2 separate regions of the Drosophila melanogaster genome follow, and region 2 is linked to region 1. A link is a contact called in public Hi-C data. All regions are on one chromosome and are shown on one strand. Each heading gives the region's core, a stretch centred on a gene start, on an enhancer-like site or on the middle of the called end of the contact. The rest is flanking DNA. Distances are from core to core; before and after follow the strand shown.

What was found. Hi-C and Micro-C count contacts between places; a contact is called where the count stands out from the background.
Region 2: a contact with region 1 is called in a Hi-C map of the Kc167 cell line, with 1.7 times the contacts expected there. The contact joins the promoter of CG10011 here to the promoter of betaTub97EF in region 1. A contact is called at or near these places in 4 of 107 Hi-C or Micro-C datasets (the Kc167 cell line, cellular blastoderm embryo, embryo and 1 more) and 1 of 6 datasets of contacts at active chromatin or transcription factors (the Kc167 cell line).

Annotation. Positions count from the first base shown.
Region 1 is chr3R:27,986,406-27,989,981 of dm6, forward strand. betaTub97EF (beta-Tubulin at 97EF) reads right to left here and starts at 1,979. Exons shown (of 7, transcript NM_143349.2): 1 at 1,694-1,979. The coding sequence starts at 1,750. CG4815 reads right to left here. Exons shown (of 1, transcript NM_143350.2): 1 at 3,294-3,576. The coding sequence ends at 3,361.
Region 2 is chr3R:28,633,198-28,636,773 of dm6, forward strand. It overlaps CG10011, which reads right to left and starts at 1,902. Exons shown (of 6, transcript NM_143367.3): 1 at 1,179-1,902. CG9988 reads left to right here and starts at 3,214. Exons shown (of 3, transcript NM_143368.3): 1 at 3,214-3,576. The coding sequence starts at 3,226.

The sequences.
Region 1 (3,576 bases), core at 729-3,228:
ATCTATAAAAATTCGATAAGCGCAAATTGCATAAATAATCGTATTTATTTTTTAACTGCACAATAGCTACACATAACAATGGCCGCAAAATATGGATGTAATAATGCTCTGATTCGGGGGCGTACAAAATCGGATGTTGGGCTTGGCTTATCCCGGAAAAGTGCGTTCTAATTAACTGCAAAAGGCAGTGGTGAAAACACGCAAAAAAGTACTTTAAAATATGTGGAAATGTGTTTGCATAAAACTCAAGAGGAAAAGCGCGCAATGCGAGCGCAAAGAGAAACGGTCAGAGAAAACTGCTCTGGGAAATGCCGGGAAAAAGACAAAAACATATAAAAAAAATAAGCATTATAAAAACAAAAACTGTGTCAAACGTCAACGACTTTTTGTAGCTGGATTTTCATGACGCAGCAAATTGTGCGAGTTAATGTTAATGCGCTGAATTAGCTTAGAATGGGCGCTGTTTTCATTTCCACTCCTCTAATTGCCCGCAAACATGCTGCCGCTTTTCTACTCAAAATACCAGAACACACTATGTAATTGCTATTTTCGGCGCAACCCATATCAGTTCTTACTTTTCGGGTATTTATGTTTAAAGTTGTGTAAACAAGCCCACTGATTAGAGGCCGCCGATAGTGAAAGCAGCGCACACATAAGCCCGCCACTTTGTCACAGTCAGCCATGAATCAGATACATATATCGGTTCAAGATACAGATACATTATTTACAAGCCCCTCTGTCGTAATTAGAAGTACCCACGAAACCTTCGACGAGTTCTTTATGACAGTAAGATCAGCCAACTGTGCGAGGGCAAACATCATAAAAGCCTGTGAAAAGTACTAGTTTACAGAACCAGTTAGTTGTGTTAATTGTCCAAAAGACGGAAGTTTCTGAGAAACCTTCGAGCCAGTTTCAAAATGCTACTAACAGGGCACTAAGCTGCCGCATTTTACTCTGAGTTCCCGCCAAAAATACTTGGTTCACAGATCGGATTTCTTGAAACGAGAAACCTCCAGGTACACTGAAAAAAAAATATCAACTTCTATTCTATAATAACAAATGAATAAAAAGGATCTGTAATTCAATTTTAAATCATAATTGTGTTTAAATGGAAACTACTTTATAACGATTAAATAATCATATAAAGTTTATTTATCTTTTTAAAGGTACTACTTTTTTTCTTGCTGTGCAGATTTGCATAGCCGGCTGATCACAAGCTCTCAACTGAGCGGCGATCTAATTGTTTACACCTGACTGAGGTGATTTTGCTTAGTTTGCGAGCGGATTTCTGGGTTTAATTCACTGCGATATGCTGCGAGTCCAAGGTAATTTAAATGCGATACTTTAAGGTTGCTGATATTCGTATCTTGCGAGCGATAAGATAAGTGCCAAGTACGTTAGGTTTCTTCAATGTTTTGCAGTTTTATAGTTTCCCGAACTGGCAAAATAATCTATGCCACCCCCCACCAACCCCCCACCCATTTTAATTGCTGGCCACTAAAAACAAAACGTGAAAAGCCAAGAGAGAGAGAGAGAGAGAGAAAGTCGCAGTGAGAGAGGCAAAGAGCGCTCTTTCTTCATTTCCCCCTGTTTTATAATTAAACATGTGAGGTTAGGATAGTAGCGAAAAGTAGCTATAAAATAGAGCAAAGGTCTGTGATGCGAACACCGATGGAATATCAATTATACGCACCTTCGAACCGATCTGATTGCCGCACTGGCCCGCCTGCAGATGCACAATTTCCCTCATTTCGCAAATGAACTAGTAACTTTTGGCAGCCAAACTTAACTCAATTGAACACACTGACGCACACACGCACTATCAGCAATTATCAGCCACTATATCAATCTGAATCTGAATCCGAATCTGAGTCACAATCGGTCACGCATTCGGTTGAATCCGGTGAAGAGTCGGAGGAGAGCTTTTCGTGAGCAGAACGATCGACACGCGTTCGCTTTGAGAATCCAACGTGAACTGAATGAATGGCGAGAAACCGAACGCGACCCGCTGGGGAATTTGTGCTCTACGGTTAAAGGGGGCCGCATTAGTTTTCCACTCGGAAAAATATTTATAAAAAAATGCCTTTACAAATTGGCATGATAAGAAATGATAAAATTATGGTTTGCAATCTTAGATTAATATATTGTAGATAGTTTTGGTGATGTATTGAATTTAGTATAACAATTTTTCATATCAAACAGATGATCAGAGATCAGAGTTCTAAAAATACAAAAGTTTTTACAAAGAAACTTTTGTTACTCTTAAAAATTATAAATATTATAGTTGTAATAACGTGCTGCTGTTATCTTGGGCACAGCTGTATATACATTTTTAGAGTCCCTATAAAACAGGTTTATTTTATTAAACAGGTTATTATTTTTTTTTTACAGGTGGAACATTTCATTAATACATGACCCAAATTACATCAATACTTTAGATAAAGATTATTAATTAGAACGTTGGTTATGTTTAAAACAATGCCTCTTAAATGATGAACAATAAAAACAAATTTCATTCGAAAACCTATGAATACCCGAACCATTTATTCATGCTAAGTTCCTCTTCATTAGTGAGTATATTTATTTGAATCACTATCCAAAATTGCGGCAATATCTTCCCTGATTTCTCGAAGTGCAGAGAGCGCGAAGAGCAGAGGTCGTAAATACATTAGTTTAAGTGAAACTGTGGGACAAAACAAGATATTTTCCATAGCAGCGTGTTTGTCTTCCCGCTTTTCCCGACTTTTCCCCTTTATCGTATGATTTTTACCGGCTAGGCGCCAACAATGCAATTCTTTCTCTCCCATCTTACGCTTCGCTGAGCTGGTGAGAATTCTTAGGGAAAAGATAGAGAGAGGGGAGAGAAAGAAGAGAGTCGAAGAATGAGGTAACAGCACGTGAGTCTAAGGTGCAAAGAGCGCCACATTCTACATTCTACAACTGCATTCTTCAATCAGATTTGTAGAATTGTACATGGACGTACAAGATTGAAATGTAGCCAAATGTAAAAATGTAATTGAAATATATAAAGTTAGTTGTTTGAGTATTGAACATATATTTTATTATATGCTATTTAATCAGTATATTTTTGTTTTCCAATTACAACCTTGTAAATCATAGAATCGTAGCTTGAACAAACCAAACTTATCTACATGAATAATTGGAAGCGGTTTAGTTAGTCATTTTAGACATCTAGGTTATCAGCTTCATGAGATTGACAATAAAAAACGCTGCTGAAATGGAATAACATGAAGTCTGTCGAGTCACACACACTTAATACCAGTTTAAAATTTAATTTATGACTAAGTTGTAAACTTAGATAGACAGTATTTTTATTTTGTGATACTCAAATAAATTTCTTCAAAAGCCCATTCTGTTAATAGTTCTTTTAATAAACTTGGCGTAGTATCGCACACCCATGTATACGTCTGGCTTTTCGTTGTTGCCGCATTTGAAAGTCCACGTGTTGATGCCACAAACTTGCCGCCCCAACAGAAGTGGTCCACCGGAGTCGCCGAAGCAGAGAGTCTTGTTGTTGTAGGCACCGGCACAGATGATATTGGGTGGCATCTTGCG
Region 2 (3,576 bases), core at 652-3,151, 650 kb after region 1:
TTACAATCATCACGGTATAAAGCTATCCCTATGACTGTTGTATCTTTAGGATACTGTAATAATTGACATGGATGTATAACTCCGAACTGAAATAGGGTATTACGTTTACAGTTTATAGCCAGCACTTTCAGCTTGCCCCTCTTCCTGGTTTTCCCTTCTGATTCATTGCAGATTCTAGTGAAACTTTAGTGCAATTGTTTTTTGCGTTTTGTGTGTTGTTTGGCTGTTTGCTGATGATGGCGATGCCAGCCAGTGAGCCGGGCAGACGATGCGTCTGCTGACTGTTGCCTTTTGGCGCTTTGCCTCTGCTCTCTGATTAACTCATTCATACATTCTGGCTTTCCAGAGAAAAAGAGAAAAAAAAAACGAAGTAACTGTTTGTGCTGGGGGATTCGAGTGGGTGTGGCATTGTTGAAAGCCTCCCACTTCTGCGCCCAGCCCTTGATTATGATTATTTTCATTTCAAAAAGTTGGCGGCTCAGAAAAAACCGCAGCCCAAGCACAATTCTCTGTGTAGTTGGGCAAAATATTTAAAGTGCGCCGCGAGTTGGTGTAGTATTGCTAACCAAAACACACTCACACCCACAAAGAGGCACCAACCACTCACGCGATTTGTGTACCCTTTGCACAGTGGTACCTGTGTAACCCGAGCTGTTTTGAGATTAAATAAAAAATAATCTGACTTAACTAAGTTAAGAACTGAGAAAAAGTTTTCGAATATGCATTACCCAATTACAAATTTTAACAGAATTTTCTTTTCTAATGTTTTTTGAAAGCCAAATTGTTTTTCCAGATATATACTAATCTCAGGATGTATCTTCAGATGTAAAGGTGTAACTTTTGGATACGATCTAAGGTTTTAAGACGACTTTGTAAGGTTCCACTGTGGCTGGTGTGCGGTTTTTGTTGTTTCTGCTGTTACTTGGCTCGTTTAACTTTGAGCAGCTCTGAATTGCAGCAGCCGGCATGCCGGTTTTTTTTTTTCATTCTTTTTTTCCCTACTGCAACTTTAATTGGACATGGGTTGTTGCTGTTGTTGTCGCCGCTGCTGGCGTTGGCAAACGTGTTTTATTATTTTGGTTAAATTTGGCATTCGTTTCCTACGCGGCTTTCAGTTTGTTATCGTTAGGTGCAAAAGAGTTTTGGGTAACAAAATTCAAACAACTTGATTTACTCACCTCCTGGCTGGTGACCTATGACCTTAGGGAGCAGGCGGTGGTGATAGTGGTGGTGGTGGAAAGGACATCCCCTTTCGCACTGCTTGTTGTTGTCGCAAAATCGAAGCAAATTAAACGATAATTTGTTGTGAGCAAAGTAACACGCACACACACAAGCGCACACGCGAACGCACTACACACAGATACACCAAACACTACCGCTCTCTTTCTCTCCTCTCTCACTTTGTGTATTTTGTTTGTTCTGGCTTTGCTTTGGTTTTGCTTTTCCTCTGACTCTGCTTTTACTTGGCGATGCAAGCAGCGCGACGTTGCAACATCGTTCACATTTCACATTTCCCCCAGCTGAATGCACTTTTATCTCGCTTTTGTTCCACTTCCTCTCTTGTTTTGACTGCGGCAGATGCGGCTCCGCCTTCTGCTTCTTCTTCTGCCACTGCTTATCCTGTTTGTGCTCCCCCTCCCTCTTGGCCTATCGTCGCGTCTTCTTCACACAGCTATCCTGCGTGGGCAAGGATGTCTTGCTCTGCGTTTTCCCTTCCGTTTCGATTGCAGATCCTTTTCGGAGGAAAGTTTCGATCACGCACATTTAACTCGGTATTTTCACAGCGATTCCGTTCGCGTCCCACACTCGACGCGATTTATTTTTCTCAATTTTTTCGACGGCCCAGCCGCATTTTACCATTTCAAGAACCAATCGAATCGAAACGCGCAGGGTGTTTGCTGCAGTTATAACGAAAATCCCCCAAATGCGCAACTGAATGCCCTAAAAAATCCAGATATTCTCCCGAGCTCAAAATCGCGTTCGCAGAGTATTCACACTACTGCGAGCTATCGATAACCGTTTGCACTGGGCCACTAAGCAAGATGTCACACTTCTTTATTTAGGTTTAAAATGTGTTTCAATATTCTAATTAAATGCAAAGAAAAAGAATAAATATCCCGGGGTGCGATCATTTTATAAATAGTCTCCTGTGTAAGCAGTGCTCTATGGTTGGTGTCGAACTCCGCTAGGCGAAGGGCAACTCGGCTAAGGTGGTTTCATTCGCTGTTTGAAAAAGTTAAGCTAAGTTATTTTGAATCTTATAAATTATAAATTATCTTATCTTAAATTATCTTATAAACAACGACTTTTTTTTCGTATTTGGACATTAATGTTGACAAATTGTAGATTTGTATTAAATGTAGTTCGTAATATTCAGTTTTTTTGTATGTATCTACATTTAAACAGAATTTCCCCAATGTTTCCCGTTTTAGCAATGACACACTCCATATTTTATTTGACTAACCAGGTGTAGGGCTTAAATTCTAGCAGTGATTGTAAAAATTTGTACAGAAGCATATCGCTTAAATCACAGAGTTCTTTGAAAGCGTAGTAAAGATAGTGTAAAATATAAAATATATTCGCTTGTAGTTGACCGAATGTCGTATGGTGATGGTGTCGCCATCTAGGAGTTATTTTTTTTGTTTAAGATGTGGGGGCCCGAATCTTATCATAGATTCCCGTCAGCTTTATCTGCCGATCCACACTCGATCAGCTTGGTGTTACCGTCTGTTGTATGGCGTCACATCCAGGCGACATAGAAGTGCATAGGATGCACAGCAGCAGCCGCCGTCTTAGGAATAACGGAGTAATGATATACTAGATTCGTTGAAAACTAAGTAACACTACATAATCCGACTATATAATCTTTTATAATTTCTATCGGCTTGATAAAAAAAAACTTTTCATAATTTCCATCGGTTTGATAAAAAAAACTTCTTGCCACTCTAACACCAAAAACCTCCCATTTTTCTCATTATATGTAGTCTCCAATATCTATCGATATGCCAGAAAAATAATGAAATGTAGCGTTCTTACTTTCACTGGCAGCATTCACCAATTAATAAATTAACGTTTCCGTACCTTAAAAGTTGTTTTAAAAAATTGAAACATATTTAATTTCCTTAACGGTATAGCGATAAGAGAATATAACGGCTCTCTTAATGGCAAGACATTCCGGATGGTCTGAACAGTTTGTGTGTAGCTATCGTTGGCTGCTAAACAGTCATGATAACCCTATTAAAACCAATTCATAAATGGCTCTGCTTCTGCCTAATTGCAATAATCGTAATTCTCGGCATCAAAACCCAAAATGCAAATACTAAGCCCAGAGTTTCAGAAGTCACAGGATCGGATGACACAAATTCCGACATTCCTCCTGCTGAAGAAGATCGAAATGTACAGGATGTAGTCCGGCCCGCATATTTTGTGGAGTCCGCCAAGTGCAAGATCCCGTATGTTGATCCCTTCGCCTCAGATGCAATGGCCATTTTCCACCCCGAGCATTTTGAGACCTGCTCAAACGAAACCGCCCTGGTTACTCCGATCTATGACATCAGTCGGCAGCGATATGTACTC